Linked DNA regions of Mus musculus: region 1 is linked to region 2. A link is a contact called in public Hi-C data. All regions are on one chromosome and are shown on one strand. The core of a region is the stretch at or near the end of the contact, and the rest is flanking DNA. Distances in the headings are between cores, read along the strand shown.

Evidence for each region. Hi-C and Micro-C count contacts between places; a contact is called where the count stands out from the background.
Region 1: a Hi-C map of Th2 cells shows a contact between it and region 2, with 2.6 times the contacts expected there. The contact joins two enhancer-like sites. A contact is called at or near these places in 1 of 15 datasets of contacts at CTCF or cohesin (CD8 T cells), 15 of 484 Hi-C or Micro-C datasets (B cells, the G1E-ER4 cell line, the N1E-115 cell line and 9 more) and 2 of 115 datasets of contacts at active chromatin or transcription factors (DN3 thymocytes and double positive thymocytes).

The regions. Positions count from the first base shown.
Region 1 is chr16:10,716,886-10,724,054 of GRCm38.p6, reverse strand. The region is part of intron 21 of Clec16a (C-type lectin domain family 16, member A); the gene reads right to left. Among named protein-coding and RNA genes, the nearest start is that of Gm15558, 37 kb to the right of the region's middle. Within about 2 kb of position 3,969, at least 19 of the 459 cell types and tissues checked have an H3K27ac peak or open chromatin away from gene starts, as enhancers often do. A contact at or near this core is called in Th2 cells, where this site is marked.
Region 2 is chr16:10,570,526-10,578,043 of GRCm38.p6, reverse strand. It overlaps Clec16a (C-type lectin domain family 16, member A), which reads right to left. Exons shown (of 23, transcript NM_001204229.1): 5 at 6,445-6,550; 6 at 4,621-4,744; 7 at 1,368-1,542; 8 at 103-156. Among named protein-coding and RNA genes, the nearest start is that of Clec16a, 29 kb to the right of the region's middle. Within about 2 kb of position 2,148, at least 54 of the 459 cell types and tissues checked have an H3K27ac peak or open chromatin away from gene starts, as enhancers often do. A contact at or near this core is called in Th2 cells, where this site is marked.

The sequences.
Region 1 (7,169 bases), core at 2,720-5,219, 140 kb before region 2:
GAAGCCACCACATGGTGGCCTTCATCAAACTTACTTCTCTAAGCAGTGACACTGTGATTTCTACAAGAGTGAAAAAGGAAGTGCTCTGGTTGGTGCACTGCAGTGCCAGAGAGTGGCTTCCCTGCTTTTTTTCCAGATTTTTCTGTGGATCCCACTGGTAGAGATCACACACAGTACAAGTTTGGCTGTGAAAGTGAAAGAGGGTGGGAAGGGTGGGAAGAACTAAGAGGCTTCCCTGACCCCACAGAGACCTGGAGGCTAAGAAAGCCTTCTGTTCTATCAGGAAAACACAGTGTTAACACCCTGGGTCCTGAAAGATATCAGGGGCTGAGACCATCAGTGTAAGACCCCCCACTCTGTGTACATTTCCAATTCTTCCAAAGAAGGTGGCTATCTGGACTTTTATGTAAACTACACACTGCCTGAACTTTTAAAATGTGGAAATAACATTTCCAAAATTGCCCCAACCCTTTCAGAACAGGATTTCTCCCAGGGTGGCCTTTAACTTGCTATGTAGCCCAGGATGACCTTGAACCTGACTTTTCAGCCTTCACCTCTTGAGTGAGGTGATTACAGGCAGGACAGAAGGCAGGGTTTTGTGAAGGCCAGGCTGGTGCATCCCACTGAACAGCAGCCCCAGCCTTTCTGCTCTTTTTGAAAAACAAGGTGTGGCCTACCTAAGGGGGTGGGGCAAAGCTAGCTTGCCTCTTGTCTGTACATAAATCCTGTACTGTGCTGGGCTGTCATTGGCTCAATCCTGAGCCTGAAATGTCAGCTCCTGTGATGGGTGGTGTGAGCTTGGAGCACAGGTAAGAGCTCTGCCTGGGCCAGAGGTCCCCAGAGTCCCCTGGGAGGGAGAGGCTCCAGGGCTGCCAGGGCTGCCACTGTGAATGGGAGCTAAGGACCACAGGCTCCCAAGATTGCCTTTCATTGGCAGATTCACTCCGAGGCCAGGGCTCAGGCTCCTAGCCAGACAGTGTTCATATTTTTCTCACCACACACTGAGATGCTGGGAAACAGTAAAAAAAAAAAAAAAATCAATCAGCCCTGTGACCTCCTGCACAAACCCAAGACAGCCATCCTGCACAGCCCTGCTTCTCCCTCACTGGCTCTTGCCTTGACTGTGCCCTTTCACCTCTGCTGCATCTGCCAGGTCCCTTGGGTGAACTGGGTAGAGATATGACAGAGCCTAATACTTCAGTCGGCTACAGCGCTGTACTGCTGCTGACAAGGTCTGGAGTGACATGGACCTTTCTGACGCATGCGTCGGACCCAGTATGTCTCTGGAGCTTATCCTTCGATAAGATGAGGGTGGATGTGGGGAGCCAATCAGGGAGAAGGTGAGGAAAGCCACCTTAGGCAGAGGTGATGCCACCTGGAGAGATGGCAGAAGAGTTAAAGACTGCTCTTACCACACACTGAGATGCTGGCTACTCTTCCAGAGGACATAGGTTTGCTTTTCAGCACTCACAGGGTGGCTCACAAATATGTGGAACTCAAGTTCTAGAGGATTTGACACCTTTTGTCCTTCTTAGGCACCAGGCATGCACATAGACATTCAGGAAAACACCAGAACACATTAAATGAATGAATGAATGAATGAATGAATGAATGAGGGAGATAGCTCACCTGTAAAGATGATTGCTGCCTATTGATACAGCATGAGGATCTGAGTTAAAGTCCCCAGCACCTACATAAAAAAGCTGCATGTGGCTGCATGTGCCCCTGTGCCTTACTGCTGTGGTGTCAGAGACAGGAGGATCCCTTGCTGGGGACAGCCTAGCTCCAGCCTCAGAGAGAAAGCCTGTTTCAAGGAAATACAGTGGTGAGTGGTACAGTGGGACACCCAATGGCCTCTCCTCTGGCTTCTGAGCATGTGTTCTCATACACACAGACAGTCATCTACTGCTAAACAAGTAAAATGCTAAAATAAATAAACAAAACAAGGGGTTAGACAGACAAAAGCTCAGGGAGTTAAGGGTGAGTAATGTTCTTCCAGAGGCCTGAGTCTGGTTGCCAGCACCTAGGTTGAGAGGCCCACAATCACCTGTATTTCCACTTCTAGATGGTCTAACATTTTGGCTTCTGTGGGCACACACACATGTGGCAAACACTCCTCCTTCCATAACATAAATAATAATAAATAAACATGGAGCAAACTTGGACCTGGGTGCTTAGTGAGAGAACCTCAGCAACACACACAGCACTGAGGGTCTCCTGGCATGTGGGTACCCTGGGCACAGCATTGAGGGTCTCCTGGCATGTGGGTACCCTGGGCACAGCACTGAGGGTCTCCTGGCATGTGGATACCCTGGGCACAGCATTGAGGGTTTCCTGGCATGTTGGGTATCCTGGACACAGACCCTCACCCCTGCTCCCTCACTTTCTGGCTCTCTCCAGTGGGTCTAAAGATGCAGGATTTCTGATCTATGAACTCTGGGATCACCCGAAGGGCTTCACACTCAAGTATCACTTTTTGATTTTCTCCCAGTGTCCCATTAGTGGAAAAGCCACTTTCTGTCCTGTATCAGGGAAGGTGGCGGTAGCAGATATGTAAACGAGGGGAAGGGAACACTACAGCAGTCACCATTTTCTGCTTTCTGACTTTTGCCATAGGCGACTCGATGACTGGCTTTGCCTGCAAACACTTAAAGGCTTTTATTTCTGGTTGGTTTTAAAGGGATAACATACAAAAATATCTGAGAACTTGCAGAATCTGATAGCCTATAGCTCTTTATCCATGGACAAATCCTCTTGGTTATTAAGGGCTATACGTGAAAACCTGCAGAAAAGAGAAAATTTTTTTTCAGTATTCTGCTTTTTCCCTGTGCCATTTTAATATGATTTAGCCCTTTGGTTCAGGTGAGGGCCTGGCTATGTGGACCACCACCCATGGGAGACACCTCAGGGCCAAGTGTCCGTTTTGCAGCTGGGGGACCCCTGAGCTGTGTGGATGTCAGGAATGTAGATGCTCCCCCCTGCCTTGGAGGAGCACCTGCTATGGAGGTCTGGCTGGCATGAGGACCTGGGAACTGGTTCTGCAGTGGTGCTCTGTAGACTATTAAAAGTATAGGGCACCAGGGCTTGGGCTTTCTCCCCAGGATACCTGGGCTTTTGCCTCTCCCAGTCCCTGCCCACTTTAAATGGCATTACCATGTATGCATGAGAGAGCACAGAGCTCCACAACGGCCTCTCAGCCAAGGCAATAGAAAGTTCACCACCAGCGGCCATCTTGGCTGCCTGTGTTCTGAGGCAGTGAACAAGGCTGAAAGAGCAGGGAGAAGGAGGCCGTTAGATAGCTGTATGGGGATTTGTAGGCATGTGGGTGGGGTGGGGTTGGGTGGAGGAGGCAGGAGGGGAGATTCTCAACCCAGAGACAGAGCAGGTGGGCCAGCTGAAGGCCCCTGACAAGGATGTCCCCAGAGCTGGAGTAGGCCAGGAGTACCTGGTTTGCTGAAGACTCTAATCAGCCCTGCTCTAACCTCTCAGGCCAGAAGCAAGGCAGCACTGTAGGGTAGGTCTCATAATGTGGATGCCTAGCCCCGAGGATTACACAAGGTGGAAGAATACAAAGAGGCCAGAGAATTCACTGTTAATTTCTGCAAAAGATGTACGATATACCCCCAGGGCAGACAGCCACAGGCTGGGGTTCCTTCCCATTTACTTGTTTGCTAGGACTTGGGCTTATAGAGCAGGGTGGTTTGCTCCTGCTATAGCTATACCACTGAAGCTCTCCTGTGTGTGTTAACTGACTGGGGTCAGGCCAGACTGACAGATGGCAATGTTGCCTTACACATGAATACAGAAAGAACCAAAGATGCTATCAGCGCGGTGGGCGTTAGATGGGATCAGGGGACATGCTGAGTCATACAAAGGCCAAGATGGCCACCAGCCCAGAGCATGCTTCCGAGGCTTACAGCTGCTGCTCAGTGGGCAGGGCTCTGCTGGCTTCTGCTCCTGGAGCCCCACGACACTTGGCCAGCCAGATGGTCAGTATCTGTCATGTGCAAAGGAGAAGTCCAGGGAGAAGCAGAAGCTCAGATAAACGACACAGGGGGAGAGGAGTGTTCCCAGGCCTTGAGCTGCTCCTAGGTAATGTGATGTAGAAGCCCTACTTGCCCTGAGAGCACATGTACTGGAGACTGTATGTCCAGGCACTTGCATTTTGACTGCTGAACTGGAAGCTGGCCTTATCAAGGCAGAACTTAGTCAGTCTTGGCGGTGGGGTGTGTGGTAGGAGAATTGATCTGGGTCTTTTGAGAATGCAACACCACACATGACCGAGACTGACCGTCCTTTTGTCACCCATGTGACTGGAGGCTTCAGTCACTAAAGTGAGATCTGAAAGTTCTCCTAAAGTAACTTTAACTGTCTGAGCTAAAGGATTTGTTTTAAGACAGGATCTCAGTGATCCTGCCTCTGCTTCCCAGGTGCTCCCAGGAGGGTCCTCCATGCCTAGTTTGTCATAAGGATTTACAGCAGAGCTACCAGTGAGAAAATGGAGTTCTTGCTCTCAGCCTCATGTGTCCATGCCCGCTCCGTTGCTTTCAGCACACCAGGGCTGTCTTGTGTGTCTGACAGCTGTATGCATGTAAAACTCAAAATCCAACCAGTCTGACCTGCCTCCAAACAGTTACACATGCTTCAGTACCTCCTACGAGGATGCTATGGGGGCATTACTGTTGGTTCAAAGGAGGACTGCACACAGGTAGCTCTCTCTGGTTCTCTGCAGGCTCTCCTTGCCCTGCTCACAGCACATGCGTGTGTGCACACTTCTGCAGGCTCCTCTTCTCCTCACTTCTCATTTCCCCAAATCAGCAGTTTGGAAATGCTTGGAAGTAACTTTGGCATGTCATGGAGAGATACGGGTGCTCTGAACGAAAATCCACAAGTGGCTCATGAGGCTGGGGAGGGGCTTGTGCTCTGTGCTTCCTTGCAAATGCCAAGCTAATGCCTGAGGCATTAAAATCACTCTGGCTCTTGTGCATCTCTAGTTTTGACTTATTTTTTTAAGGATGATTAATATTTCATCATAAAAGTATTGATTTCCTTTAACTAAGAGACTTCAAGTTTGTTGCATCCTTAAGCATGATTTTATTATGTCTCGGGCCAAATGTTTTCTTTTCTCCTCCCCCCAGAAGGATGCTTTTGCTTTTGATATAACGTGTGTCAAGAAGAAAAGAGGAATTGATTCACAGAATTCTGCATTACATGCAACTCTGAAGGCAGATATCCAGTTCATGGACTTGAAGAGATGGTTCTTAAGGCAAGTCTACCTTTTCCCTGTAAAATCTTCCTCATTAGTCAGGCCACTGAAGCCTAACACAGATGAAACATAGGCAGCCCCGAGAGGAGGATGTGAGGGGTTCAGACAGCCTGGACGTGAACCCTAAACACACAAGCTGTACACCACAGACCCCCAACCCCATGCCGTCATCTCCTCCTCTCATGAAAAGCAACAGAACTCTTTCTGGCTGGAGTGCCTCAGAGCTACTGTTCCCTATTCACATAAGCAGGTGGTAGAGGCCAGCAGTGGAACTGGGTAGCACTCAGTTTTACAGAGGCCATCCAGGAAACAGGCGGAGGGCAGTAACTGGCAAAACAGCTAGCGCTCTGCACTGTTTAAATATTGAACATCCTCTCTCCTTCCTCCACATTCATTATTAACCGGGCCCTGCATAGCTGGGTGCACTGACTTCATTTCTTCCCAAGAATCCAAGACGCAGTGGCCAATGCCCAGGGGCTGGGAGATGCAGTGGCCAATGCCCAGGGGCTGGGAGATGCAGTGGCCAATGCCCAGGGGCTGGGAGATGCAGTGGCCAATGCCCAGGGGCTGGGAGATGCAGTGGCCAATGCCCAGGGGCTGGGAGAGGGGGTGGAGATTTGGGGTTCTTTCTTTCATTCCTTTCACTAGAAATCCTTTCCAGTCACCCCCCCCCTTTTTTTGAGACAGGGTTTTTCTGTGTAGCTCTGGCTGTCCTGGAACTCACTCTGTAGACCAGGCTGGCCTCGAACTCAGAAATCCGCCTGCCTCTGCCTCCCGAGTGCTGGGATTAAAGGCGTGCGCCACTATGCCCGGCTCATTCCCATATTTTTAGAGGTTTAGATTCTTGGAATTGTCTCCTAACCTCAGTACCCAAACACAGGTGATCAGTGGTTCAAATATTGACAGGCTGGACATTCTCCCCTTCCCCACAAGGAGCAGTGGCAGAGGGAGGCCATGGGGAAGATGCTGCCATCACCAGACCAGCATGGCCTCAGAAGTGTTATGGTGACAGGATAGATCACCAGCCCTGTCCAAGTGAAAGCCATGTCAGGATGTCACATGAAAACAAGTGTTTTGTTTGAAAGAAAGGAGCTTGGAGACACTAGTTATTTGCCTTTGGCTAGACAGCTGAGAAGGAGATGACAGATGTCAGGGACCCAGGCCAGCCATCGGGGACATCCAGGAATCATTTGGACCACTCTTCTTGAAGATGCAACTGTGAGAACAGAAACTTAACATCTATCTATAGAAAAAGGGGGCACCTTTCCTTTGCAGGGGACCAAGGCCCTCCGGGACCTGGCTTGGCAGGGTGGGCTAGTGAGCAGTATTCCTTGTTCTTGGGCTTTTTATCTATTCAAGAGTTTGACCCAGCTATCACTGCAGCGCTGCATTTGAGGTTGGTGTCTGCCCTGCCTAGGGGCTCAATTTGTCCATCCCCGAATCCTGTCCTAGGAATTGATTCACAGAATTCTGCATTACATGCAACTCTGAAGGCAGATATCCAGTTCATGGACTTGAAGAGATGGTTCTGTGAACCTCCCTGTGCTAAGTGTCTGTAGGCCAACTCTGATTTCTAGGCTGAGGACTCAAGCACCCCACAAGGGTCTTTGTTTTCAGTTATACGAAGCCTCTGGTTCTCTGACAGGCTTCTTTAAGGCCACATTTCTGAAGTCCCCCTTGATTAAGCTTCCCAGGTTCCTTTCCAATTCCAGCTCCTAGAATATAGCCTAAAAGCTCCTATTCTAAAAAGCCCTTCAGAACTGGAGGGCTCTGGAGAGTCCCTGCCTGCCTCAAAGTGCCTTGGAAGCTTCATCTCTAGCTGCTTTTCTCTGACACGGGCTTCGTCAGCCTCAACTCAACCAGAAAATGCTTTCTCCTGGTCCTGGCACACTGCCCTGGGAGT
Region 2 (7,518 bases), core at 899-3,398:
GACTTTATTTCAAGACGGGATCCACAGAACTACGTAATAAGCATCTGGACACGGGACAGGACCACATTTGTGTAGGAGACACGGGATGCATAACAAACATACCTGGGAGAGAAGATAGAGGGACACAGGCAGGCTGATTTTTGGCCGTTCTCCTCCCTAGTGAAGGACAGAGGAAACAGGTGGCTCTGGTTACAAAAGGCAAACAGAACACAGAAGACCACAAGTCCTCAGTTCAGACAGGAAGTGCGTCCCCTTCCCCACTGGGCTCTGAGACCAGCCTTCCCCTAAGAACCCTGCAGCACAGTCCTGTCTTGGCAGCTGATCCAATGGGTGTGCTCACTTCCAAGGTTACAGCCGTGCTCGTTCCCCAGCTGGGCACACAGGCCTTCATTACATGGGGAAGGTAGGACTTGGGGCCCTCTGGCCTCAAAAACAAAACAAAACAAAAACACAAAACAAACTGTGATTTGCACTCAGCTTCACGACTGCCCATGTTAGAGCAGTCCTGTCAGGGAGGGATCTTTAGGCCCTGCGTTTTTGTGCCTTGTCCAAGGACAAAGGCAGAAATGACTCCAATCCTAGGTCTCAGTGATGCTCTCCAGAGCTGCTCCAGTGTGAGCTGGAGCTGTGACTTCCTTTGCTTTATTTACTTATTAGTTGGAAGAATGCCTATGTTCTAGGTCCAAACAGACACCATGCCTTGGGGGCATCTAACGAGGTGCCTTGCAGGGAGACAGCTTCTGCTGGATACATCTGTGTTCCCTTGCCCTGTCTTCCTCTAACCTTAACTCTGAAGGGACAACTGAGGCCTCTCTTCCTGAAGCAGCTTTTCTCCTAGAGACCCCAGAACCAGCCACTCATGGTACTACTTAGAAACAGGTTACTCATATAGATGGCCTGTCCTAACCCAAGCCTGCTCAACTAGGTGAACTCCCTGAAATGAGATGGCCTCCCAGGAAGTCACTATCCCCTACCCCATGGAGGAATCAGGGTGACAACTTGTATGTAATCAGGAGACCTTTCCCTGAGCACGCTCCAGCACTTCCTATGCATTTCATATGAAAGTTCTGATGCTGACTGGCAATTCTCTGAGAATTAGCTTGAGTGAGCACCAGAGAAAGCTATGGGACAGCACACCCATAGAAGGGTGCACAGGAGCACAGAGGCTGAGTTCGAGGGGATCACACTTCCCTGACACCAGCTATGTTACATTTCTTGGTCATGTTCGTATCAAGAACAGAAGGCCAGTGAGCTTTGAAAGGCCTTTCCCTGGGGTGTGAGGCTCTGCTACTTCCACCCTCACTCCCAGAGGCTGTCTCTCAGAAGACACAGGCAAGAGGCAGGCCGTGGTCTCGATGCAGACTCACCTTGTCGGGGTTCTCCAGGGAGTACACGTAGAGCGGCAGGAAAAGCCTGTTGAGCAGGTGGTCGGTGAGTACGTCATTGAGGAACTCGCAGTTGATGATCAGGATGTCGTTGAGATAGTGCAGGTGGTCCAAGTGCTCAGCCACCAGGTCACTCAGTTTCCCCCGATTCCGGTGCCTGCAATAGAAATGTTCCTCTCAGTCCAGAGGCCAAGGCTTGGGGCCTTCAGCATAAACACAAGACACATGTGGAGACACATTCACTCCAGCCTCCAAGCTAGTGTAAGCTAGTGCAGATAATCTACACTAGGGAAGCTAGTGTAGACAGTCTCTTGATTATCCACACTGCCCCTGACAGGGGCAGACAAAAGAATAATATACAGGACACTGAAAAACATTTTAGAACTCTTGGGGCTCTTCCCCCTGATGGCCTTGGCCCAGGCACCCTACAACTGCAACTCCAAACAAGTCAGGGTAAGCTAAGCAAAGAAAAACAGTGAAGCCATTGTGGGAAGCCATTGCACAATAGTAGTCTAGTCACTGGCCAACATGGTAAGATTCCTCAGCTCCCTTATGACCAGTGCTAACAGAGCCACAAATCCCAGCGAGCCAAGTACTCCAGAGGTAAGGAATCACGAAGAAGGCCTTACTCCAAAGCTCTGGCTCCCACATGGCGGGACACAGAACCAAGACACACTCTTCCTCAAGCCCTCGCTGGAGGCATCTGTGACCCTGCAGCAAGCAACAACCATGCTGCCTGTTTGCAGGGTACAGTCAAAGAAGCCAGAAACAGAGTTCACGACCTCAAAAGCAGAAAGTGGGCAAAGAGCAATCAGCTGGGAGCAGGGCACTGTACCTGCATCAGGATTACTACTACCCAAGTTATAGATGGATGTTTCAGAAGGCATGAGACTTGGAAAAGCCAGAGCAAAGAGAGTGTTCTAATGGGGCCACCACTTGTGAACACCCACTTTTGACATTTGGGACCTACCATCTGACAGCTGGATTTTCATGTTTTACTCTCTCCCTCTAGACAATCTAAAATGTGTTTAAGATCCTTCTAGAAGTAACATGTATCAGGCAGGAAAGAGGTTCAGATTTGCTTTCCCCTAATTTGGTGCATTTATTCCACACCTTTACAAGATACCAATCAGAAATCTGCTTTGCAAAGCCCAAATATAATAAGAATCTATGATCCCACCTTACCAGAGACCCAGAAACACACACACACACACAATGTTCCATACTACTCCTTTAAGATACCATAAAAATAAGTTTAATAGGCTTTTAATATACCTCACTTTTTAATGTTTCCTTCAGAAAAACTTTACTGAAGTGCTCTGGTGAGTTTAACAGCATCTGTCATAACCGACCCAGCTACCCCAATCCAGAGAAAAAAAAAATGTGTGTGTGAAACTGGGGACTAAGCCTAGAGCCTCATGTGGCTTTGGCACATATTCTACAACAGAGCTCCTCCCCTAGCCTTCTTTGTACTTTATTTTGAGACAGTCTTACTAAGTTGCCCAGGCTGTTGGCCTGGAACCCACTCTGTAGCCAAGACAGGGCTTGGGCTTTTGATCTTCTTGCTGACACATCCTGAGGATCTGGGACGCCAGGCCTGAGCTAGCAGGCCCAGCTGAGGAAGGCTTAATCACTGGCCCTCTGTGAAGAGAGTCCCTCTGCCCTCTGTGGAACCTGTACTGCTCCCCACTCTGCAGCTGAGCCTTTGTAGGTGCTGTTCATTGGACTCTCCTCGCCACAACTCTGCCCCACAGTACTTACTGGGTAACTAGGTGACACTCTCATAACTGGTCACTGCAGAGCTCCACAGGAGACGCTGGGTTCACTTCCTTCCATGATAGCTGTGATCCACATGGCCCTTATCTTCCAGAAGGTCCAGTCAGCCCAATCCCACCATTTCCCTAGCCTCATTTCTTCCCAGTGCTGCCTGGCTCCCCTTGTCCAGGAGACTTCCTTTTGGATCCCCCGAGTATCCTGATCCCATCTCAGTATACTTTTTACAAGGCTAGGCAAAGCCTGTCCTTGGAGCCTTGTTCTCAGTTGGTGGTAAAGTAATGTCAAGAGGCTTTTCAGTTGTCCTGACTTGGAAAGGTGTTATTAGCCATGGAATACAAGAGGCAGGCCATGCAGGCTGCTCAACATTCTGCAAAGCAAAGTGCCCAGTTCAGAAGGTCAAACAGTATCAAGACAGAAAAAGCCACTGTGGAACTTCAAGTCCTCACTCTGAGGACATGGTCACCACCACCATCTTAAATCGTGTTTTAAAGGTTTTCTTGAGATACGATTCACTGATAAATAAAACTCATTCATTTCATGTACATAATGTAATGGGTTTCTTACATTTTTGTTCTTGGAGTACTAGCAGTTGAACTTAGGGCCTCAGCAAGTGCTCTCTGAGGCCCCATGTATGTTCATCACATCTGCTTTGTAACATTTTCAATCTTGTCTGTCAAAAGCCCTGTACTCAGCAGCAGCAGCTTTCTGACCTGCTCCCAGAAACACCCCCTCATCCTGTATCCCCGCCCTAGGAAACCTCTCATCTACTCTGTCTTTAGACTGTCCCTTCTGGGCATTTCAGTGAGATCCCGGGCTGTGAGGTGCTTGTGTCTGCCCCTCACTCAGGCCATGTTTTAGAGGTTTATCAGAGCATGTGTCAGCACTTCAGACCAGTCATGGCTAAGTACTACTCCACTGCATAGACAGATCCCATTTTGGCCATTTTGTGTTCTGTGTGGAAAGAGGGTACAGTATATGTGCATGTGTTTGTGTGTGGTGCTTGTGTGTGCTGTCTTTTGTGAAAGACAGAGTATCTCACTGGTCTGGAACTTACCAAGTAAACTAGCTGGCCGAAAAGCTCCAGAGACTTGCCTTTTCAATCACTGGACCCTGCACTTCCATGTCGTTTCCAGGGATAGAACTCAGGTCCTTAGGTTTGTGAGGCAAGGGCTTTAACAAGTCACCCATGCACTACATTTTGGTGATTCACACACCCTCATTTTCTGATCAGCAGCCTCACAGCCCCAGCTAGAGGCAGTGTTGCTCCAGTGCCCATACGGAGGCACATGGGAAAATTCCAACTTCCCACCACCCCAAACAGGGAAGCAGAGCCTTCTGCAGCCTGGAGTCCTGACTGCCTGCGTAGACACAAGTGCTGCTCTCCTCTCTACTTTTGCTTGGTGGAAACACACATCCTCAGCACCCTGTTCTCCAATGAGACGGCTGGAACACTACTTACTCCTCATCTGTCTGCACACAGTTGTCAAGTTCGATCACATGGCTCCCAATGAACCAGACCAAATTGGAGAAGTACGGGACAGCGGTTTTGTCTCTGATGTAGTGCAGCATGGCCTGGTTATCCACTAAGAGGACGCACAAAAGAAGAGATAGTAAGCCACCAAAATAATTCAAGGACAGTTTAACAAAACAAAACACCCAAACAAACCAAAAATCACCATGAAAAACCTTGCTACCATCTGAGACTCTGTCTTTCCTGAAAATACTTGGAAATATTTATCTTAGTTATCACACAAAGCTGTGCTGGTGCTCTTCTCTCAACTAACACACTTAGTCATTACTGTTATAACTGAGGGAGGGACACTCAGTGCACTGGAGAGCCTGTACATCAGCAAGGGCAAGGCCTGACTAAACTGAGAACGCAGCACTCTCAAACCAACTCTCCTGCATTTACTTGTAAGGCAAGCTCAGAAAGAGGAAAACCAGAGGTTAATAACTTACATGACACTGGAATAAGGAACAGGAATCGGCATTGGAGGAAAGGCAAAAACAGACAACAGTTAACAGGGTTAGGAACTGGGAAGGTGAGACAGCGGCCCAGAAGGACAAAGCCTAGTCAGGAGGCATCTAAACCAAAAGACACAGTTAGAAGAGAGCAAGAGAAAACAGAGCATAGGACAGTGGAACCAACTATGCATGGCCAAGGCTGCAAACTCAGAAGTCTGCCAGGTCAATGGCTGCACAGCGAACCAAGTCTGAAGGCTGGGAGAGCAAATTAGGGGGTTGGAGCCCTAGCAACGATTGCTTCTCAGCCTTTGACCACTTAATTCCCCATGGGAGTGTGGGCCCTGAATACCCAAATGCACATCTTCAAGTCAGAAATGCACAGTGTAAAAACTCCAAATTTTTATATTTTAAAGCAAACACACACGCACACTTTCTTTTTAGAGACAAGGTATTCCTGGATGTTCTGTATATTTTTTTTTCCATCTGAGCCAACTGAAATGTGTCTGAGGGATGGTTTGTGTCTACAGGCTCTCATTTTGCAATCTCTGGCTGGACCAAATTAGGCTCTGAGAAAAAGCTCTTAAATTAAATTTAAGGTGACCTTCCCTGGCCCTCAACTGGTATTGCATCTCAAGTAATACCACCTTGACTCATGAAAGTCAAAGCCCTTGAATGGCCAAGAAACTAGAGGCCCAGCTTCACTGTGGTTTCCACAAGGAAATTAATTAGCCTTTAGGAATTGTCTTAAGAGGGCCAGTTCCAGCTCCAAAACCTTGCAGGCAGGCAGGCAGCCTGTGTGCCAGCACCGGCAGGCCTTGTGGAAAGACTCTCCACTGGACACAGGATGGAGCATTACATACATCTGAGAGAAAGGAAGGACTGTTGTTAATACTGGCCTTGGTGGCTGGCTGGGAATACAATACTGCCTCCTGCTGCTTGTGATGTGAAATGCTCTCATGCATATTTAAAGATAAACTATAAAACAAATAACTGTAACAGCGTATTTTATAAGCCAAAACACAAAAATTTAAAGCTAAAATTTTCAAGACAGTTTTGCTTTATCTAATTAGCTTATGGCCACTCCAACCCCTCAAAGACTTCTTGGGATAGACTAAGGTGGGGCAGCAGCAGGGAACAATGCTAGAGTATACAGCTCAAAGATTTCCACAAGGAACAGTGATATGCCTGCAAATCTCTGTCAGACAAGCAGCCACTGCTCATACTAGGCAAGGTCTCCAGTAACTTGGAACTGTGTTTGTGAGCTTGGGAGCCAGCACTTGGCTTACGACCTGAAGCCCAAGTGCACGAGGAAACTTACCTTTGTAGACATTCAAAGTGATGGTTCTCACGGCAATTCGAACCATGCTTTCGGGATGATTGAAGAACTTGATGGCTTCTGTGTACAGGGCAAAGTCATTGGTGTGCTAAAACAAAAAATGGTTCCAAAAGTTACAAATCCAAAGACAGACCTGCTCCCAAAGCTTTCTGAAATGTGTCAGACTGTGATAAAACAGAACAAAACCAAAGTAAAACACACCAGATGTCACCATGATGGGAGGTGAGGAAGCCAGGGAAGAGAAAATGTACACAGAATGTCTGACCTGGCCTACATGTTCAGCTGTATGAGGAGGTATTTCTGAGTCCACTTCTTCACCTATAAAACTGGGGTACTAGCACACACTCTCTGGCCTCTGGGACGAAATGAGGTCATTTCTGGTCCAGTGCTCTGCCTAGTCCTTGGCATCTACAGTGCATGGAGAATAGTGCTAGTTATTTACGTCAGACCTGGTTGATTAAAGACCAAGTTGGAGTAGGTTCAAGCATGTCTTGGCTGTTATACCATTCTCCATTTGGAAATACTAAAAGTGTAGCATTATCAGGGAGGCAGAGGGTCTTAGGAGTCTTCTGCTGTTAAAAGGGGACAAAGAGAAACAATTAAATGGTTCAGAACAAGACTCACACTGCCTTAGCCTGAGAGGATGGAGCAAAAATGCCCTGGCAGTGTACTTTGCTGTCCTCCTGTGGCCAATGTTCCTATATCGTTCAGGGACCCAGTCTGTGTGAGTGGCTCAGGAGAGGGGATGGTAGACAGAGATCCTCTAAGCTAGCCCTTCCTGGAATGGAGCAGGATACACAAAATAACAACAGGGCAATTATAAGGGCAATTCCATTTTGAGGACCAGCAATCAAGTATGAATCTAAAAAGTGGAAACTACTAATCTGGCTCAGACAAACACAGACAAAAACCAAAAAATCCTCAAGGCTTCTGGGATGTCCAGCTCTTCCAGACCCATGACTTCTGCCCTCCCACTACGACTCAGAAGGCACCTGAGCAAAAAATACTCTGTCCCTCACTCTGGTCTGGGTTTTCTTCCACATGGGAGAGCCTTTG